4 separate regions of the Mus musculus genome follow, and all the other regions are linked to region 1. A link is a contact called in public HiChIP or PLAC-seq and promoter capture Hi-C data. All regions are on one chromosome and are shown on one strand. Each heading gives the region's core, a stretch centred on a gene start, on an enhancer-like site or on the middle of the called end of the contact. The rest is flanking DNA. Distances are from core to core; before and after follow the strand shown.

The links. Promoter capture Hi-C pulls out the DNA fragments that hold promoters and counts their contacts. HiChIP or PLAC-seq counts read pairs in DNA pulled down with a chosen protein or histone mark.
Region 2: a contact with region 1 is called in a promoter capture Hi-C map of pre-B cells, with 2.4 times the contacts expected there. The contact joins the promoter of Lrrc57 here to the promoter of Ehd4 in region 1. A contact is called at or near these places in 1 of 39 promoter capture datasets (pre-B cells), 1 of 484 Hi-C or Micro-C datasets (B cells), 1 of 115 datasets of contacts at active chromatin or transcription factors (effector CD8 T cells) and 1 of 9 other capture datasets (adipose tissue).
Region 3: a contact with region 1 is called in a promoter capture Hi-C map of the HPC-7 cell line. The contact joins the promoter of Ltk here to the promoter of Ehd4 in region 1. A contact is called at or near these places in 7 of 39 promoter capture datasets (the C10 cell line, the HPC-7 cell line, cranial neural crest and 4 more) and 2 of 115 datasets of contacts at active chromatin or transcription factors (large pre-B cells and pancreatic cancer cells).
Region 4: a contact with region 1 is called in an H3K27ac HiChIP or PLAC-seq map of microglia, with 5 times the contacts expected there. The contact joins the promoter of Tyro3 here to the promoter of Ehd4 in region 1. A contact is called at or near these places in 2 of 39 promoter capture datasets (erythroid cells and pre-B cells), 5 of 484 Hi-C or Micro-C datasets (B cells, embryonic stem cells and uterus), 7 of 115 datasets of contacts at active chromatin or transcription factors (the NIH/3T3 cell line, embryonic stem cells, large pre-B cells and 2 more) and 1 of 9 other capture datasets (adipose tissue).

What each region holds. Positions count from the first base shown.
Region 1 is chr2:120,152,313-120,157,175 of GRCm38.p6, forward strand. It overlaps Ehd4 (EH-domain containing 4), which reads right to left and starts at 2,263. Exons shown (of 6, transcript NM_133838.4): 1 at 1,928-2,263. The coding sequence starts at 2,163.
Region 2 is chr2:120,607,432-120,612,294 of GRCm38.p6, forward strand. It overlaps Lrrc57 (leucine rich repeat containing 57), which reads right to left and starts at 1,927. Exons shown (of 6, transcript NM_001159612.1): 1 at 1,684-1,927; 2 at 1,487-1,592; 3 at 1,242-1,380; 4 at 368-636. The coding sequence starts at 1,570. It overlaps Haus2 (HAUS augmin-like complex, subunit 2), which reads left to right and starts at 1,951. Exons shown (of 6, transcript NM_025475.3): 1 at 1,951-2,114. The coding sequence starts at 2,022.
Region 3 is chr2:119,758,001-119,762,863 of GRCm38.p6, forward strand. It overlaps Ltk (leukocyte tyrosine kinase), which reads right to left and starts at 2,431. Exons shown (of 20, transcript NM_203345.2): 1 at 2,252-2,431; 2 at 1,557-1,700; 3 at 1,295-1,466; 4 at 756-906; 5 at 524-661; 6 at 247-403; 7 at 1-161. The coding sequence starts at 2,294.
Region 4 is chr2:119,796,654-119,801,516 of GRCm38.p6, forward strand. It overlaps Tyro3 (TYRO3 protein tyrosine kinase 3), which reads left to right and starts at 2,861. Exons shown (of 19, transcript NM_019392.2): 1 at 2,861-3,230. The coding sequence starts at 3,137.

The DNA.
Region 1 (4,863 bases), core at 1,013-3,512:
TATAGCCATAAGCCAAGCGTGGTGGTGCACACCTTTAATCCCAGCACTCAGGAGGCAGAGGCAGGTGGCTTTCTGAGTTCCAGGCCAGTCTGGTCTACAAAGTGAGTTCCAGGACAGCCAGGGCTATACAGAGAAACCCTGTCTCGAAAAACCAAAAAAAAAAAAAAAAAAAAAAAGAAGTAGAGCCATGAGTCAAATCTCAGAACCTGCCTTTTAGCCCTCTCCCACAAAGCTTCTCAAAACTGAAGCACAGAAGAATGAGAATATAACAAAATAATATGAGGCGGGGAAAGAGGATTGCTCCACCTTCCTGAGAATTGCGTTGTACTCTCCTACCTGAGGCTTGTTTACGAGTCAGGCTACAGTCAGAGGAATGCACTGTCTTCAGGCTAGGTCAGTACAGAATCAAGAAAGGCTCCCTAATTATGCATAGGTACCGTGAGGCCCATGGCACGTACAGGAGGAAATGGTGGGACTGCTGTGTATCTGCCACCAGTACATTTTAAAATGCTATACTCTTATTGCTCTAAGCTTAAAAGTTCTCTCTTCACTCCTGTAATATTATCCTGATAATTCACAACTGCGACTACCAAGACCTTAATGTACCACCTGCTTGCCATTTATTTTGTTTTTGTTTCCTAGGTTTTGTTGCTGTTCTTATTGCTGTTGTTTTGAAGACGGTCTTTTGTTGTCTAGTCAGGGTTATCCTAGATTGCGTTATGTAGCCCAGGCTGGCCTGGAAGGCAAAATAACCATGATCCAGCTTCCCCAGTCCTTGGATTACAGGCAAGCACCATCTCAACTAGCCCTTTGCATCTGTCAGTTACTGTAATATTTCTAGGTTCATTTCTGAGTTAACATATTCAACACTGTTTTCAGCTAATTTAAAAGCATTACATGAAATAATTTCAACATTATTTTCCCCCTCTCTTCGTTCACATTTCAAACTACAGTGTATTGCCTTTGTTGAGTTCATTCACAGTGTATCTACAGGCCTGGATTTAACATATTTCTTGTAGTGACAACTTTTCTATTTTTTTGGAACTCTTTAGGTCACAGGAGGGGAAAAAAAGGAGGTCATACCTAAAAGAAATGGCATGTCCCCAAGACAGATGCAGTTTTCTGAACACCTGTTGAACATCAAATGATGATGAGTGTTCTAATTCCAAAACTCAGGATCCAGATCTTAAATGTTCAGTCACTTTGCTTCGTCTGATAAGGATTTGAACGTCGATTCTTCCCAAAGATAGGGAAATAGACGCCTCATTTAAAAAGCAGTCCGTTTCATTGTAAATTATTTCTCATCGAGTCACTCTAGAGGAAGCTGTGTGGTTGGAACTGCAGGGCAAGCCGGTTATTGCTTCCGGAGACAGAGTGACCGTGACAAATATTTTCAGTTTGTCAAGGGTGAAGAAATGGAAACTAGCAAACAGTAACCTGACACTCCCCTTCAGTCCACAGGCTGGTGAGGCAGCTACACTGTAGGCTAACTTCCTATAGACCATAAAGCTGGATGATAGCAGCCCCGCCGCTGTGGCGGAACGTGGCACCTAGGGCATGGCAATACTCCTACTGTGGCATTCACTCATTCATTCATTCGTTCGTTCGTTCATTCATTCTCACTGTGCTGGAAGGTTACCTCTCCACCTAGGAGCCGCATTCCTTCATTATCACTTTCAGCACTAGGTTGCACTAATGATGAGCCTTGCCTTCTCTCCCTTTCCTGCACTCCCAGGCCAGGGTGACAGGCTCAAGGAAGGCCTTGGCAACAGCAAGGAAGGGGCTCGCAGCGCGCTGGGGGCCGGTCTCAGGGGAGGGAGCCTTGGGAAACGGGACCCGGGAAGGCGACGGGCCACCAAGCTCGGAGTGTAACCTGAGGGCAGGCCGTGCGCTAGCGGAGGGGTAGCGAGCCGACGAGGCAAATTACCTGATGAACGTGGTCTTGCCCGTGCTGTACTGGCCCACCAGCAGGATCATGGGCTTGTTTTCGAAGTCGGCGTCCTCCAGCGCTGGCGAGTGAAACTCGTGGAAGCGGTACGCCTCCTCCAGCGGCAGCACCTTGCGCTGGTACAGAGAGCGCAGGCCGCCCGTCACCGTCTGCACCGCGTCCATGCCGCCCGAGCGCTCGCGCCCGCCAGCCTGCCGCCCCATCCAGCTGAACATGCTGCCGCCCCACAACTTGCCGCCGCCGCCGCCGCACTTCAGTAAGAACCCCAGAACCCGCGTCGCTCGCTCTCTGTGCCCGACAGTAGCTCTCGCCGCCGCCCGCTCCTGGGTCCGCCCCCTGCCGCAACGACCAATCATCAGCCGCTGCGTCACGGGCGCGCGCTCATTATTCAGCAGCGATCTCAGGTCCTTCCTCATTGGGCGTTTGCCAGCGACTGGGTGGAAGCTCTAGCCAATGGAAAGGCGATCCTTGAATTATTGATGACGGCATCGGTCTAGAGGGCTGATCCCGGAGAGGGTGTAGTCCAGGCGGGGTGACACAGGCGCGTCTACCCGGGTACATCCTTCTGGCCAGGTGGCGTTGGCTTCCGGGCAAGTCTGAGCTGGCAAGAATGAACCACCGGAGGCTGTCCTCCTGGAACTCGACTCATCCCAAGTCTCCGGACGTGGATACTGGGGACAGAAAACTCAGAAAGTTGACAGACAAGTTCCTTTTCCTGGGGCAGGTTATTGCCCTGTTTACTACTGTCGAAGATACTCAGGCTCACCGATATAATTGGCAAAAATTGGAGAGAAAATGGACTTCAATCTATTTGCGCAGACACTTCTGCCTCCATTCAACTCTGGATCAATTAAAGGCCTCTTTCTGCTAGACACTAGTAGAAATAATTGACCATCACCTGTGTATCCTAAGCGAGAAATAGTGTTAGCGCATTTTCAGTGTGGCCAATGAGGCCAGCTGCATAGGAATAACCCAAGAGGCTTGTTAAAATGCAGGTCTCTAGTTCTTGATACAGACCCACCAAATAAAATGTTGAGAGATGCAGCTCAACAAATGCCTGCAGATGATTCTTGTCTGCATAAAGTTTGGAGAAAGATTGTGTGGGAATGACTTCTTGAACTTGGTGGAAATGCAGAGCTGATTCAGCAAGTAGTTGTAAAATTGCATTTTAAAGATCGTTCAGGTGTTGCCAGTGCAGCAAGGGTGGTTTTGTTGTTGGTGGTGGTGGTGGTGGGGTTTGGTTTGGTTTGGGTTTTTTATTTATTTGTTTATTTTTATTTTATTTTATTTTATTTTACTTTTATTTTGATTTTTCAAGACAGGGTTTCTCTGTGTAGCCATGGCTGTCCTGGAACTCATCTGTAGACCAGGCTGGCCTCGAACTCAGAAATCGGCCTGCCTGTGCCTGTGCCTCTGCCTCTGCCTCTCTGCCTCTCTGCCTCTCTGCCTCTCTGTCTCTCTCTGCCTCTCTGTCTTTCTCTGCCTCTCTGTCTCTCTCTGCCTCTCTGTCTCTCTCTGCCTCTCTCTCTCTGCCTCTCTCTCTCTCTCTGCCTCTCTGTCTCTCTCTGCCTCTCTCTCTCTCTGCCTCTCTCTCTCTGCCTCTCTCTCTGCCCCTCTCTCTCTCTCTCTGCCCCTCTCTCTCTGCCCCTCTCTCTCTGTCTCTCTCTCTCTCTGCCTCTCTGCTTCTCTGCCTCTCTGCCTCTCTGCCTCTCTGCCTCTCTGCCTCTCTGCCTCTGCCTCTCTGCCTCTGCCTCCCAAGTGCTGGGATTAAAGGCATGCACCGCCACTGCAGGGCATCAAGGGTGTTTATGACAGCTTTGTTCGTCACTAAAACTTGGAAACAACCAAGATGGCCTTTAGTAGGAGAATCACTAAACTATGTATATCCAGACCAAAAGCTGCTGTCTCTAGGAGGTGAACTTATTAGTGAAGTTTCTAGCTACAAGAACCAGATATATCTACATGCTAGAAACAACAATTGGACATTCAAGTAGAAAATCTGCATGCCTTGGAATAGCACCCAAACAAAGAGATGTTTAGTGCTAAATCTAAATAAAATGTACCAGATCTATATGCTGAGAATCAAAATATATTTCTAAGAGAAATGGAGACCTGAACATACTGCCCATACCTACCCTGTTCGTGGACCAGAAGACTCAACATTAAGATACAAAATTTTCCCCAATTCGTTTAATGCAATCCTCAGCAGGTTTTTGTTTTAGTCAGACTTAACAAAATGATTCTCAATTTCACATGATGGATGTGAAGTTCCCAGAATAAATACAACAATGTAAAATATAACAAAAATGGAATTCTTATATTACCTAATTTCAAGACTAATAAAGCTTTGAAAATCAAGACCCGGTGGTATTAATGCAAAAATTATCTAATGAACATAAACTAATGATATTTCAGCCACAGGCAACAAGTTTTTGTAAGTTTATCTTGACTTATGACATGTTTTAGTTTGTATGAGTACACTCCATGGTGTTTACACAATGCCTAACAATGCATTTCTCAGAACACATCATCATTACCTGTGATGAACGAATATATCGATGGAACAGAGTCCGAAAAGAGGCCTACACATACATAGTCAACTGATTTTTAACACAATAGATAATTTAGTGGATAATTCAAAATGTGTTTGTTTTTCATTTTGGAGCAGAGTCTTATACAACCAAGCTGGCCTCAAACTCACTAGACACCTGCAAATGACCCTGAACGCCTCTGCATTCTGCCTCCATCTCCCAAGTGCTGGGATTACAGGCATATGCCGCTGAGACTGGCTAAGCAAATCTTTTATAGAATCAGTTTAGAATGTTAGAAACGTCACATGCATGAAGCAGTGGGTTCTATCTGCACTACCGACAACAAAAAACACTATCCACATATAGTTCGAGAACAGTAGGATT
Region 2 (4,863 bases), core at 677-3,176, 450 kb after region 1:
TAACGTCTGACTCTCAGATCCTATGGGTACAGGTCTCATTCCTACACTATATCACCCCTGACACGGCTCCTCACTAAATAATGGGTGTGAAAAGAAAATATCTGTAAAACCTTCGATAGGTTTAATTTTGTGTGTGTGTGTGTGTAATTATCTCACCCTGTTACTCCTTCCTCAAAACACTTTCAACACAATTACACAGCCACTATCAACCCACTCCATGATTCTGGGCATTGGAGTAAGTTCACCTTATATATCTTTTAGCTTCTAATTTCCAACTCCATGATTATCGTTTAAGGAACAAGAAATCAGAAGACCATAAATGCAAACATACACTGGGGAGAGGGGCAAAACAACACAAAGTATGGACCTGGTTCTGGTTGAGATTGAGTTCGATGGCCTGCAGCTCCCCAACTGTGTCAGGTATACTCCGAATCTGGTTTTTAGAGAGATCTACTACATCTAGATGTCTCAGGCAACAAAGCTGGGGGGGTAATGCTCCCAGCTGATTCCCAGAGAGGCTCAGCGTCTTCAGGGCAGACAACTGCCCAAAGGTAGATGGTAGCTCTCTCAGGTGATTGTTGTTGAGACTTAGTGTCTCTAGTTTTTTCAGATTGCATAATTCATCAGGTAGAACAGCTGGTGAAGAAGAAATTAAAAAACAAATCCGATAGAATTAATGACATTTATAAAAAGACAGTATGGTAGCCTGCTTCATCTTGTTTTTGAGACAGGATCTCATTAAGTTGTCTAGGATAGCCTTGAAATTAAGATCTTTCTGCCTCAACCTCTGAGTAGCTGGGGCTACTGTAGGTCTAAGTCACCAGGTCTGGCTTCTTACATAGAATTCTCACAGGTCATGTTTAGGTTTCACAAACTGTTTGGGAGGTTAAGAAGCCATCAAAATGCAGAAAATTGTGTATGTGTGTAAGGGGTTCCTTTTGCTTAGCTGTATTCTAAAAACGATCTGAGGGAGTTTAAAAGATCCTCCCATTCCACCCTGCCCCGAAATTAGATAACTGTTTATATCGATTCCCAAAGGTCTTCCAGGTCCAAATTAACCTAGTAATAATCATTATACCACCCAAAGAGGCTTTTATATTTAATTACAAGAGATTAAAGCTTCAATACTCTAACATTCTGCATCCCCTAAAATGATTTCATAACAAAAATCATCTAACAGGAAAAACACCCTTCATAACTGCTGATTACTAGCAAAAGCTGCCCAGACACAAATTCCATACTCAGTTTGTTGTTGTTGAGGGAGAGGCTCTTTAGCAGAGTGAACTTTCCTATTATCAGAGGCGGTAGGCTGTCAATCTTGTTGTTGGATAAATCGATGGTCCTAAGATTGCTTGTCAGCTTCTGCAACTCTGAGGGGAACTGGAGAAAGGAGCTCACAGTTTGGAAAAATCCTGCACCAATAGTCTTCGCCACCCCGCCAACCCTAGCCCTTTTAGTTTCTTGGTCCGGTCCCCTCAGGTCTCACCTCGGTCAGACCACGGTCTTTAAGCTGAAAGACACCAGTTTTCTGCGCTGTTTCCACATGAGCACGGAGAGCACTGTTACCCATCCTAGCGCCACGGCTCAGTTCCCTGCAGGAAAAGAAGCATAGCTGTCACCGCCTAGTCTAGACATACAGTCGTCGCTAAATCTCCCGTTTGGGTCTCCTGTCCCAATTGTCACCTTCTGCCTATCCCTACTTCCCTGGGGCCAGCCCAAGAGTGGCAAGGAGAAAACAGGCGAGCAGGCAGCGCTACCACAAGGTCCTGATGCTTTGGCAGCAGAGCTAAGGGCCAGGGAGCCTCCGATAGCTGCTGCCGGAACAGGGAGCTTGAGACTCGCCTCCTACCGCTCAGTGCAAAGAAGACTCCGCCAGGGAACACCGGGGACCCGCGCTCGCCTGAGACGCGCTCCCAGGGCTTCCGCCCGGGCAGGAACGCCCTGTGACATCATCAAACCGCGCGCCTGTTCGCGGTGTTGCCCCTCACTCCTCGCGCCAGTTCCAGAGGTGTGCGGAAGCCATGGCGGCCGCCAACCCGTGGGACCCAGCGTCCTCGCAGACTGCAGCTGGGTTACTGCTAAACCACTTGGTAGCTTCGGGCATAGTCACTAAGGTACGTGGGGGCGGCGATGGCGTCATCAAGGTGGCGACAGAATTCTGCTGTGAGGTGGTGGTCCTGGTTATGCGGGCGTGAGTGAGCCAGCTGAGGACTGTGACCATACTCCCGTGGGTTCTTCGAGTGTGAGGGACTGAGTGGCTGGTGCACTGAGTGACTGAGCACTCTGTTTTGAGTGCCTGCGGGTTATCCCAGGACGGTTTGTGGGAGATGGAACAGCGCTCCACTTTTTTTTTCTTCCAGTGACACTACCTCTAGAACAAGTGTTCCTAAGGCTGCGACCCTTTAATACAGTTCTTCTGTAGGACCCCCGATATGGGGACTCCTACTCTAGTCCAGGGATAGGGTGCACCCACGAACACACAAGAATCCTTCTTGTTGCAATACACACGAGGCTTTATTGGCAGAGCTCTGGGCCGACACGTACCTCACACAGGAGGCAGGGGAGTCGACCCCGAGTCTCCAGAGCTAGGGGTTTTTGTAAAAGAAAAAGGGATAGGGATGCGAGGAATTTTAACAAAGGTATGGGATTGGGTCATTCAAACATTAACAGTAAGATTACATGTCAGCCAAAGGGCATCCGGACCTTGTTCCTGTGGGCTGGGGGCTTAACTTTGTTCTCATAGCAACCAGGTGATGTATGAAGCAATGCTGGGCCTCCAAGAAAAGGCCAAAATCTTTCACAGCGTAATGCCATCACAGTTCACCCTTATTATTTTAGCACTATTTATTTAGAGACCGAGTCTTGCTGTGTAGCCCTAGATGGTCTGTAACTCACTATCCCTGGCATTACAGGTGTGTACCGCCATGCCTGGCTGTTAACTCACTTTATAAGATGATATGGCAAAGAGGAGAGGGTAATGGGATCTAATTCTTCCAGCTTGCTGAGAGATACTGGAAGATTTTTTAGTCTTTTTAGGTGTTTCCTTTTTTTTAATGGAGAGGTGTCCTCACTCTATCCTAGGCTAGCCTTGAACACTGAGCCATCTTCCTGCTTCCAGCTCCTAAGACTCCCAAGTCTCTCGTGTCAACCATATGGAGGGCTGAATTTAGATCCCTAACGCCCAAGTAAAAGCAGTATGTGATGGTGCGTGTCCTAGAGCTAGGGGCCAGATACAGGTGGGGCTTGCTGGCTAGCTAGTCTAACCCAATCTATGTTACTATTGGGGTCTGGGCTAGAAAGATTTAGGTTCCTGGCCTCTTATCTAAAGAATTGAAAACAGCTTTATTCTGAGGGAAGGAATAACACAGAATATAGAGAGATATAGCATCAAGATTGAAAGCAGAACACTACAAAGGTCCCAGGTTATAGCCTGAGCTCTAAAGGAAGGAATTGTTTACATACAGGCATGGTTTGAGTGGTTCTCTACTCTTTTTTTTTTTAAGATATATTTATTTTGTAAATGATTATTATATATATATGAATGTATGTGTATCATGTGCATGCCTGTTGCCCATGGAGGTCAGAAGAAAGCATTGGATCCCCATGGAACTGGAGTAAGCCCCCATGTGGTTGCTGGGAATTGAACCTGGGTCCTCTGCAAGAACAACAAATGCTCTTAAATGCCAAGCCAGCTTTCTTTCCAGTCCTGTTTCTCTACTTTGGTTGATAGATTAGGTCAAACATTCTTTTCTTCTAGTGTCCATGTTCCTTCCTATAGCATCTGATTTTAATCATATGTATACTGTAGTGCTTTGAGTGAAAATGGCCTCTATAGACTCATATATTTGAATACCTAGTACCCATTTGATGGAAGGATTTCACCTGTTTGGGAAATATTAGGAAATGTGGTCTTGGTGGAGGATGTTTGTCTTTGAGCGTGGGCTTGGAGGCTCTTTTGGCCTCATGCTTATCTCTCAACACGTAAGTTCTCAGCTTCTTCTCCCATGCTATTTCTGTCTGCAACCATGCTGTCTGTCAAGATAGTCATAGACTCATAGACTCTTAACTTATGGAAGCATGAGCCCAAAAATTAAATGCTTATGGAGGTCAGGTGATTAATGGAGTTTTGGCTGAAGTCCAACTCACTGTTAGGTCCATTGAGTTCCCAAACTTATCCTGTAGTTATTTCCCCAGTTCCAGAATGTATATTTGGGATAAATATACTTAGAAGTCGGCAGAATTCCCATATTGGTTTCCTGACTTGTGGAGTGAGGGCTATTATGTTTTGAAAGGCCAAATGGAAGACATCGAAGTTGCCTCTACCAGGAAAAATAGTGAATCAAAGACAGTATTACATCCTAGGAGGAATTGCAGAAATTAGCAACACAACCAAGGACCTAAAAGATGCAGGGGTGGTTGTTTACAACACATTTCCTTTTAACTATCCTATCTGGCCAGTACAGAGGACAGATGGATCATGGAGAGTGACACTATGACCATCAAAAATTTAATCCAGCTGGGCACTGGTGGGACATCCCTTTAATATCAGCACACAGATATGCAAAACATTCTCTCTCCCTCTCTCTCTCTCTCTGCATATGTGTGTATCTGTCTGTCTGTCTGTCTGTCTGTCTTGTGCACACACACACATACACACAAACATGGTGTTATGCTGTTCACTTAGAAAATAGAGGTGTGAAGGTTAGAAGTTGTAGGACATCCTTGGCTGTACAGCAAGCTCAAGGCTAGCTTGGGCTGCATGAGTCCTCATCAAAAATAAAAACAGATTTTAATATGTTCTTTATGTTAGCTGCAGCTGTGAACATACTATCGTTTTAGTCCCTTGTGTTGTATCTCGGTGTG
Region 3 (4,863 bases), core at 1,181-3,680, 390 kb before region 1:
GCCCGCCGCGCAGGCCCCGCCGCCGCCCCCGAAGCCTCCCGCCGCAGCCCAGCGGAGCGCAGCCCAGGCCTCCGCGCAGCCCTCGCCGCCCTCGGCCCCTTCCCGCGGCGAGCGTCCGGCCTGCGGAGAGTGGGCTCGCGACGTCCAGCCGCTCCCTCCACCTGCGAAGCGACAGCAAGCGACGAGCAGTGGCGTTGCGGAGCCGCTCGCCTCTCCCCGCCTCTCCCCGCCGGGCGGAGCGCTCACCTGCCGCGCCTCCTCTCCCGCCGCTGCCCGGCGCCGCCGCGCGGGTCTCCAGCCTCTCGGGGACGGCCTGAGTCCGGCCGCGGTCAGGTCGCCTCCGGTAGGACCTCCCGCCGCCTCCCGCCGCCACCAGCAGCGGCTCTGGCTCCCCCGCGCGCAGCTATGGGGCCAGTGGCCGGTCAGGGGCCGCACCCGGGTCCTGAGCCCGGGGAACCCAGAGGGAGAGCGGAGCCTGGGCTACCCAGCTGGGGGTCGAGGCGACAGCACCCGGTGCACCTACCCGGAAGATGGAGGTGGCGCCTCCGCCACCCCCGCCCCCGCCGGCCCAGCGTCTCCAGCCTGGGATCCTTTCGGTCCCATAGGTGGTTGCATGCTCCCCAGACTCTCCCAGACAGACGAGTTGGCTCTCAGGGCTCCCCTGGGTGGCACCAAGGTGAAATGCTGCGTGACCAGGGACTCTCTCCTCCCCCAGCTCTCGGACCGGGCGCCCCTGTCCCACTCGCCCCGCTTACTCCGGGACAGGCGTCCTGGCCCTGCTGCCCCACAAGGATGTACACCGGCTCCCCGCGACGGAGGAAGAAGACTGCTGAGAGGAAGATGCCGTGCGCCCGTGACAGGTGGTTTTGGGCGCCCTTGCCGCCCGCCGCTCCGTAGGCGGAGATCCTGCAGGAGGAGAGAGCACCGGTCCGCGTCTCAGTCCTAGGCGCCTCGGTCCTGGACCAGGCGGCGGCTCAAGGTCGGGAACCCGTGGCCGGAAAGCTTCTTCCTAAGGGACTTAGATGGACTGTGAAGGGATGGGGAAGAACCGAGTTTTGGGTTGGGTTCCACGAGTATTTCAAGAGCGTTAACGGAGATGGCTGGAATCATCCAGCCCCATCTTCAGCCACCGTTGATTGGGCGGCCGTCCTGACGATGGTTAACTTAGGAGGAGGACAGACAATCGAAGTGACTGACACTAGACTTCTCTGCGGAATGTTTTAAGATAACTTCCCTGGTCTGTAGAACCTCAGCCTAAGAGGTGATTGCCACCCTCTTCCTGCTGGGCACTTACAGATACTGGCCTGTGTCTGGCACCCGCCACAGCTGCACGCCTTTGAGCGGCCCGGCAGCCCCCACTGTCACCATCACGCTGCTTCCTGTGTATGCCCCATCGCACTGTGTTTGTGTGGGTCCGCTCCTGCCGCTGGCGCCACAGGTGTTAAACACCCAAGGCCCCCGTGTGCCTAGGTACAAAGGGAGAAGGAAAAAGTTCCTCTCCAGGCCTAGGGATCTGGAGATGGTGAACCAAGAAAAGGGAGGAGCCTGAAACTCACCTAGAGGATTTGGGAGGGAAGCTGGCTCCAATTTACTGGGTGTGGGGGTGACTTTCTGCTCCTGGGAATTGAGTACCAGCACCGGCAAAAGCGAAGGTGTTAGAAAAGGTGTCTGGAACTCCGAGTTGGAGCAAAGAATAGTTCCTGAAAGGTGACAGGAAGAAGGGTTAGATGATGCAGAATGTGACAGGGGAGACATAAGAGATGGATAGCCACTCAGCAGTACCCTGCTTCCAGCCACACCCCGAATGCCGCCCAGCTGGTGCATACAGAGGCTGAAGCTAGACACCTACCACCCAACCGGGTTTCCCAAGCCTTGCAAGGTGTCTACATATATCATGACATATACATATATCTACATATATACATATATATATATATACATATATATATATATATATATATACATATATGTCTACATATATCATTCCAGAGCTCTCATGGAGTGACTTGGGGGCTGCACCGCTCTCTGTTGTACAGCACCCCACCACCTCTCCTCTCTCTAGCTTCCTCCCAAGTAGTGCCAAGGCCCCATCTGATTCTTAGATTCGGACGTGCTCCGCACCTTTCTTGCTGTACTCTAAAAGCACAAGGCCACCTTAGAAGGAACCATTGAGACCTGGTCTGTTGCTAATGCAGCCCCAAATCTAGTTGTCTCTGGTTGGCTGGTACCCTGACCACCAAACAGCACTTACCAGCAGCTCCCAGCCACAGCAGCAGCCGGTGGGAGCAGCCCATCGCCCAATCCCTTGGTTCCAGCAAAGGATGATGGTTGAGAACTCGATTCCCTAGCTGCAGTTTATAGGCGTGTCAGCAGTCTCAGAGCTATCACCACTACCCTGCCGACTTCCAACTGGCCTGTATACACTCACGTCAGACCCGGGAAATAGAAGGAAAAGGCGGAGCATGAGGACAGCGAGGTCCCCAGGCTTCTGGGAGGAGCCTTGCTGAGCTGAAGGGCTCTAGTCCCCACCTATGGCACACCAACAAACTAGTGAGTTCCTGGTAGGAGAAAAAGTTGACTCTACATTATACCTTTGTGATAGGCTGGACAGCACCTAGTACATGGCAGTAGCTTTTGTGGGTCTCAGGATAGCATCAATAGTGAATGGCTTTATTGGTGTCAGTGTTAGTTTAAGTGCATGATCACACATGGGAAGTATGTAGAGCCTCCAAAAATCCACCTGCCTCTGCCTCCTGGGTGATGGCGACTAAACTGTCCCCCATAAGGCATTATTGCTTGCCATTGCTGTGTCCCTTTCTGACCATGAGGCAGGACATCCCAGTACCTCAGAATCATGACTTTCTGAGTTTGTTGCACACTGTTCCTGTGGACAATTTCTTACTGCCATGACTGGATAAGGTGTTGAAAAATGTGGACAGTGTTGCTCACATTTGTAACCCAGCACCTGCCAAGTGGAGATGGGACCCCAAGTTCAGTGTTATCTTCTGCTTTCAAACTGGATGCCAGCCTGGACTTACATGAGACTTCCTCTCAAAAAGCTAATAGATATGTTAAAAAGATGTCAGAAGCCGGGTGGTGGTGGCGCATGCCTATGATCCCAGCACTTGGGAGGCAGAGGCAGATTTCTGAGTTCGAGGCCAGCCTGGTCTACAAAGTGAGTGCCAAGACAGCCAGGGGTACACAGAGAAACCCTGTCTCTGAAAGAGAAAAAAAAAAAAAAAGATGTCAGAAGATTCAAGTGCTAGCATTCCCAGGCAATGCAGAGTGGCTCAGCCACAGGCCACCAACTGCAAAATCACATGGAAGGATAGTTTTGTGTATTGTGTCCTTTATCTTTTGTTCAAAATGCTAATGTTAAGCCAGGCATGGTGGCTCATGCCTGTAATTCCTGCACTTGGAAGGCTGAAGCAGCAGGATTGCTATGAGTCCCCTCAAAACAAAAACAAAATCTTCCTACCAGAATAAATCTTTTGCAAAGGATCTCAGCTATCTGTAGAAGAGTGCAAATTTCTTTTTTTTAATTAATTTATTTGTTCAGCGCCCCACCCCCAGCCTCTCCCCTCAAGGTTCCTAATTTCTAATCCATGGGTATAAACCACCCAGGAGGCTAAAATCCCACCAGGGTCATTAGCACTGCACAAATAATGGTCTTGTGGGTTGCCTGACTCCCTGCCCTCTGCCGGCCTCCAAGGGGGAAAGCAAAGGTTACAGGAGGAGTTTCTTTGGGAGGAGGCAACTAAGGGAAGAACCATCCCAATAAACACATACTGGACTTAAAAAAACCCAAAAAACTAAGTCAATGACTGAAGCCTAAACGCTAAAGATGTTTTTACTTCTAAAAACTGAAGCTGGGCCTATCAGGTAACTAGCTAATTAGTAAATTCTGAGTATCTAATACTAACTCTAGCTACGGTAGATTTTATAAAAATGGAGAACTCATGACCCACTGAGTTCTATAGATATCACCATCACTCTCTTTCATGGATAAAATTTTGTTTTAATAAGCTAAAGAAAGGAACTGGTGGTGTGTGGGGCTGAGGAGCCCTCTGCAACCAGGGGAGCCAACCTGGAGCTGGAGAGAGGGAGGGAGAGAGGGAGAGAGGTCGAGCTATGCACAAACCCTGAAAATCCAGTCCTGAGACCGGCAGGAGTAGGATTCCTCCCTCCCTGCTCTGGGCCTGCATGTCCCAGCACCACCAAACCCCACCATCACCTCTGCCACCATTGAGGCCGACAGTGGCCATGATGCAGGTTAAACATCTCTCTTCTTATAAGGTCATGTCCAGCAAAGCACCTGGAATTCCTCTTCATACAAATAAGGCCACAGTACCTTAGCCATGGCCAAGTTAGTACACTTACCCCAAAAGCCTCTACTCACTCCCCAAAGCCTTAAATAGCTGTTGTTCCCCACAATTAAAAGCTGCTCAATGAAGCCTGTCTCCTGAGAGTCTGTCCTCATAGTGCTCACAGACACCTAAGGTTTCCATCACTTATTTCCTGCCTTAACTTCCCTCATAGGCCACTAGTCTGATAGTAGGTGATCATGCCGTTTATGTTGGCTCACTGTCAGTGCCATACTGGACCTCTCCTGGTGATCTGAAAGAACAGTTATTCCACACAGCAAATGATAGGATAAGAAAGCCTGTGTTGGGCTGGAGAGAACAGTTAAGAGAATTGGCTGTTCTTCAAGAGGACCAGGGTTCAATTCTCAGTACCAAAGTGATTGGTCACAACTGGTCACAATTATCTGTATCTCCAGTTCCAGGGGAGTCTGATGTCCCCATCTGGCCTCAAGGGGTACCAGGCACACACATGGTCTGTAGGTAAAACATCCATACACAT
Region 4 (4,863 bases), core at 1,611-4,110, 360 kb before region 1:
TATGATCTTCCTCACCCCTTGAGTGGGACCTGCCAACCCTCATGAGCCAGTGGTTTGGGGAAGAACGGGTACTTGGGTCAGGGTGTCGTGCCCCATAGCTCACCTTGCTTCCTCTTCCTTGTGGGGAGAGCGGCCTCAAATCTAAAGAAGCTGAAATAGCTGTTTCTTGGGATGCTGGAAATGGCATCAGGTGTCCTGCTTCTGTGAGCAGTCATGTGTGTAAGGGTGTTGTCTGCACATATGTGTGTCATGTCATGTGTGTGCCTGGTGCCTGACGAGGTCAGATGTGGATGTTAGATCCCCTGAAACTAGAGTTATAGATTGTTGTGAACTATCACGTGGGATCTGGAAATCAAAGGAGGGAGTCTACTGCAAGAGCAACAGTGCACCTAACCATTGAGCCATTTCTCTAGTCCCAATTTTTACCATTTAACAGAGTAAGGAGATGCTATGGTCTAACTTTGACCTGTCCACAATATGAGTCTGCCACTAGCCCCTCCTTTCACAGCATGTCTTTAGCCATACAATAGCATGTTCCTCCCCTGAGATAGATAGAGCTGGCTCTGGTTCCGTCTGGAGGACAGGAACTCCAGGGACAGCTGCTTCTCTGTTAGGTCAGCTAACATTTCCTGCTGATCTGATTACCTTCCCTCCAAGCAATGCATTTACAGAAGGAAGGGAACTTTTGCAGGCATGCATTTGCACAGGCAGCCATCCTCCTCCAGTCACACACACACACAGACATACACACAAGAACACACTTTCTTCCCATCCACCCACAGAGCGTCAGTCACATTTAGAATTTGCACAAATGCACACCCTCCCTCATACATCACAATGCACACCCTCTCACCCACCTACACATCTCTTCCACAAAAATCACACCTGCTCACATACCCTAGAAGCACATTCCTATGCTATGCCGAGAGAGGAGAGAGGAGAGAGGAGAGAGAGAGAGAGAGAGAGAGAGAGAGAGAGAGAGAGAGAGAGAGAGAGGCGCTGAGTGGGTTTAAGAACTAAGAAACGAACCACTCCTGTATAGCAGATAAAAAGGCAAGGCAGATCAGCACCCCACAGGTTTCTGCCTGCCACTTTGGCCCTGTAAGTAGAAATACTGAGAGCCAGGGCGGATACTGAAATGAAATTAGGAAGATAACATGGAACCAGGATGTCCTTCGGGGAAAGTGAGGTGGGATTTCCCTTCAGGGAAAGCAGACATATTTTCTAGCAGGATGGTGATGTGTCTCAGGCTTAGTTAGAATGCGGAAAGCCACCTCCATGACTTGCCTAAGGAGCCAGTTTAACTGATAACAAAGTATAAACCCTTGGGCTAGAATTCCATATCAGCTCAGGAGTGAAGAACAGGAAGTAGAAGCTGTGTTTGGTCTCTAGATTGAACATCTTCCGGGAATACTCTGTGCCAGGTTAATTGAAATAAAGAGAAGGGTCCCCTTTACTGGAGACAGCGTAGAACAGTTCTGGCTTCCGTTCCAGACTGTCTGACACTCAAAATTCCAAAGCTCTGGAAAAGAGCAAGCTTGTGTGCTTTTCTTTTCTTTTTTCCCCCTTCAGGAAAGCGTCCTGGAGCCATCCTAGAGTTCCCAAGAAAATTGGCAGAGCGCTCAGCAGGAAGTCAGGCCCCTCCGATCCAACTGTTGACCAGACTTGCCAAGAGTCTTCCTATCCTGCCGCCTGGGGGCGCCCCCAGCTGGGTCTGCGGCTGCCGCCAGCACTGCTGTTATCATTAAGATAATTAATAAACAAGCACTGGTGGGCCAAGTGGAGGAAGAGGGAGGCTCCTGCTGCTCAGGAGAATCCCTGGAAAGATCCAGTGAGTATGGGACGTCTCACTGGCTAGTTCTTTCTCCCCATCCAGGACCCCTGGAAAGCGCCTGTTGTGGGTTGTCCTCCAGGGGCCAAGAAGAGGTGAGGACAAGAGGAGGACTTGGCAGGTGCGATTTGGAACCAGCTCTGCATCTTCCTGACAGGATGTCTGTGGGCAGGCCACCTCCAGTGATTACTGGTTGTGGAGCAGGCAATTATTCATTCTTTTAACAAGGATCTGCCTATTTATTTATGGAGTGCCTACTGTGCGCAAGGTGGTCTACTAATAATAGCAGATGTTTCACTAGCTAGTATGAAGACAATGCCAATGTTCACACTATGTCCCAGAAGTGGAGGGGTGGAAAGAGGAAGCAAGAAAGAAGAATGATACCCTCGAAAATCACGGTGATTTTGCTTTGGCCTTCGTAGGCTAGCAGTGGGGATGGACACCTAAGAATTACGAAACAGATCTTGGAAAACTCTAGATGGACGACAAACTGGAAAACACTCTGGGAAGATGGGCTGGGGAGAATGGTCTTTCGATAGGAGAATACTTGGCGATTAAAGGTAGGCTACAAAGATCGAAAAAGAAAAAAAAAACTGGGTGAAAAGCTCAAGCAAAGAGGTACAGGGATGCTAGTAGTTTCTCGGGGAGCTGTTCCAGCCGTCTTGGGGACACCTGAGGGTTGCTGTGTCTAGTAGGTGCTTTGTGTTCTGAGAGGGCTGTGTCGGAGTCTGAGGTCAGGATTTAGAACAGTGTTGGGGTGTGGCAGGAGCTTCCAAGAGGGGTTCTGAGGAGAGGATGGGGTGCCCCGCTGGAGACTGGAAAGTATTTGGGGAAGGAGGGGCGTGGCCGGGTGCCTGTCCAGGGAGCGAGGCAGGTCCTCCGCAGCGGCAGCGGAGTGGCCAGGGCGCGGGTCCCGCTGCGCCTTCTGGAGGTGGGCGGGAGGTCGGGCGGTAAGGGCTGAGGTTAGCGCTCGGCTCTCGCCACCGGGGCTGCGCGGGGGAGGGGGAGGGCGGCACGAGCTCCGCGGAGGGCGGGCGGGCGGGCCGGGAGGAGGCGGCGGCTCGCAGAAGAACATGAATCAGCGGCGGCGGCGGCGGCGGCTGTGGAAGGAGCGCGGTGGCCCAGCCGCAGCCCCGGGGACTCCTCGCTGCTGACGGCGGTGGCCGCGGCTCTAGGCGGCCGCGGGTCCGGGACGCCCGGGCCGAGCGCCGCCCCCCGCCCCTCCCGCGGGCCTCCCGCCCCTCCTCCGCCACCCTCCTCTCTGCGCTCGCGGGCCGGGCCCGGCATGGTGCGGCGTCGCCGCCGATGGCGCTGAGGCGGAGCATGGGGTGGCCGGGGCTCCGGCCGCTGCTGCTGGCGGGACTGGCTTCTCTGCTGCTCCCCGGGTCTGCGGCCGCAGGTAGGGGTGGCCCGGGAGGCGGCGGGAAGCGGGGGGCTGCTGAGCCGCACGACTGAGGGGCGCAGCCCGGGGACGGCAGCGGGCGAGACCCGGGCCTGGGCCGGCCAGAGGTTGGGGTCGGTGGCCGGGGCTGGAAGGCCGAGACTAGGACGCAGCGGGTGTTGGCTGCCAGACCTCCGGCCGCGGCCCCCGCCCCCAACTTTCTCGCGCCCGGGGCTGGCTGGGTGCAAAGGAAGGGAGTGGGGGGTGTGGGCAGTCGGGGGTGCTTAGGACTGTATTTTCCCGCCTCTATGTTCCTAGTAGTCTGCTCCCTTTTCCCCAGTCCTAAGGACCCATTCTGCCTTCCGCACACCCCCGAGGTCCCACTTTGAAACTACAGGATCTGGGTTTGAGCACCCAGGGTTGTGAAGGTGCTGGATTCTAAAATACCTCTGCCCGTACTCTAGTTCCTGTGGCCCTTGGCGCTCCCGGAAACCCGAATGTTGAGTAGCTTGGGTTGGGTGAAGGTTACTGCTTCTTGTGAAGATTAGCTTTACGTTGCCACACAGCCACAGAGGCATTTCCCCGAGGCAGGAGGGCAGCACCTTTGCCTTCAAGTTCACACGCACACATCAGGGTGCAGAGGGGTGTGAAGCTATGTCTCCTTGTCCTGTGAGGGTGAGTGGGAAGGGTAGAGAGACAGGCGCCCCCCCCCTCCCCCGGCAGCAGCCATCCAACAAGCATTTCTTAAAAACTGAGTTCTTTGCCACATTAGCCTTGAAAGGAAAGGAAGCTAAAGAGTGGAAAGTATATGCAGGCTCCGAGGTGCGTATCAGATGCTCAGAGAGCCCAGGAATTTACCTAGGGTTACACAGTAAGGAGCAGAAAGAACAGGTCTGGATTTCCTTTATGCAGATTCTTCACCTGCCCATCTGTTTAATACATGCCAGGAGGGTGTGTGTGTGTGGGCGTGTGTTTGTGTGTGTCTACCCTTGCCTGAAGAGGGTAAGATTTTAATAAGTGGGCCCTGTTGATGCCACAGTAGCTCCGGGGTCTTGGGGCTTCTGCTTAGGGCCCCACCCCTCCCTTCTGCCTCCCGTCTTCCTAGCACCCGCCCCAGCACACATTCAGGTATTAATAGAGCAGGCGGCTGCCAGGAAGGCTGCCATGTGTTTGATCTGACGTGGTTTTGTAGCCATATGTTCTCCACTTCAGGGGAGCATTCCCTCCTTCCCTCTTCTCAACCTCCCTTCGTTTTACAGGGTGGAGTCAGGGATACTAGCAGCAGTTCGTGGGCTTGACTGACACCCTGGGCAGAGAGCTGGCAGCCTGTTGCACTGGTTGGGTAGAGCAGTCATGCCCAGGACAGTGCCTGCTCAGGGAGGTTCAGCTAGGTTTGCCTTCTGGTGATTGGGCAATAGGGAGGGAGCTATGGGGAAGAAGTCTTTGGTGCTAAGGGAACTGAGTGATACCAGAAAACTAGAAGTCTTGTCATACCCAGTCTCACAGCCTGGGTTCAGGCTACCATCCTTCCAACAGAATCCTGCCTCTTGCTTCCTTGGTGCTGTCTGAGAGTGAATCTTCTAGCATAGACAACTGTTTTTCAGAAGAGAATGAAGGGGGGATGTTCCCAGAAATGAGGGCTATTTCAGTC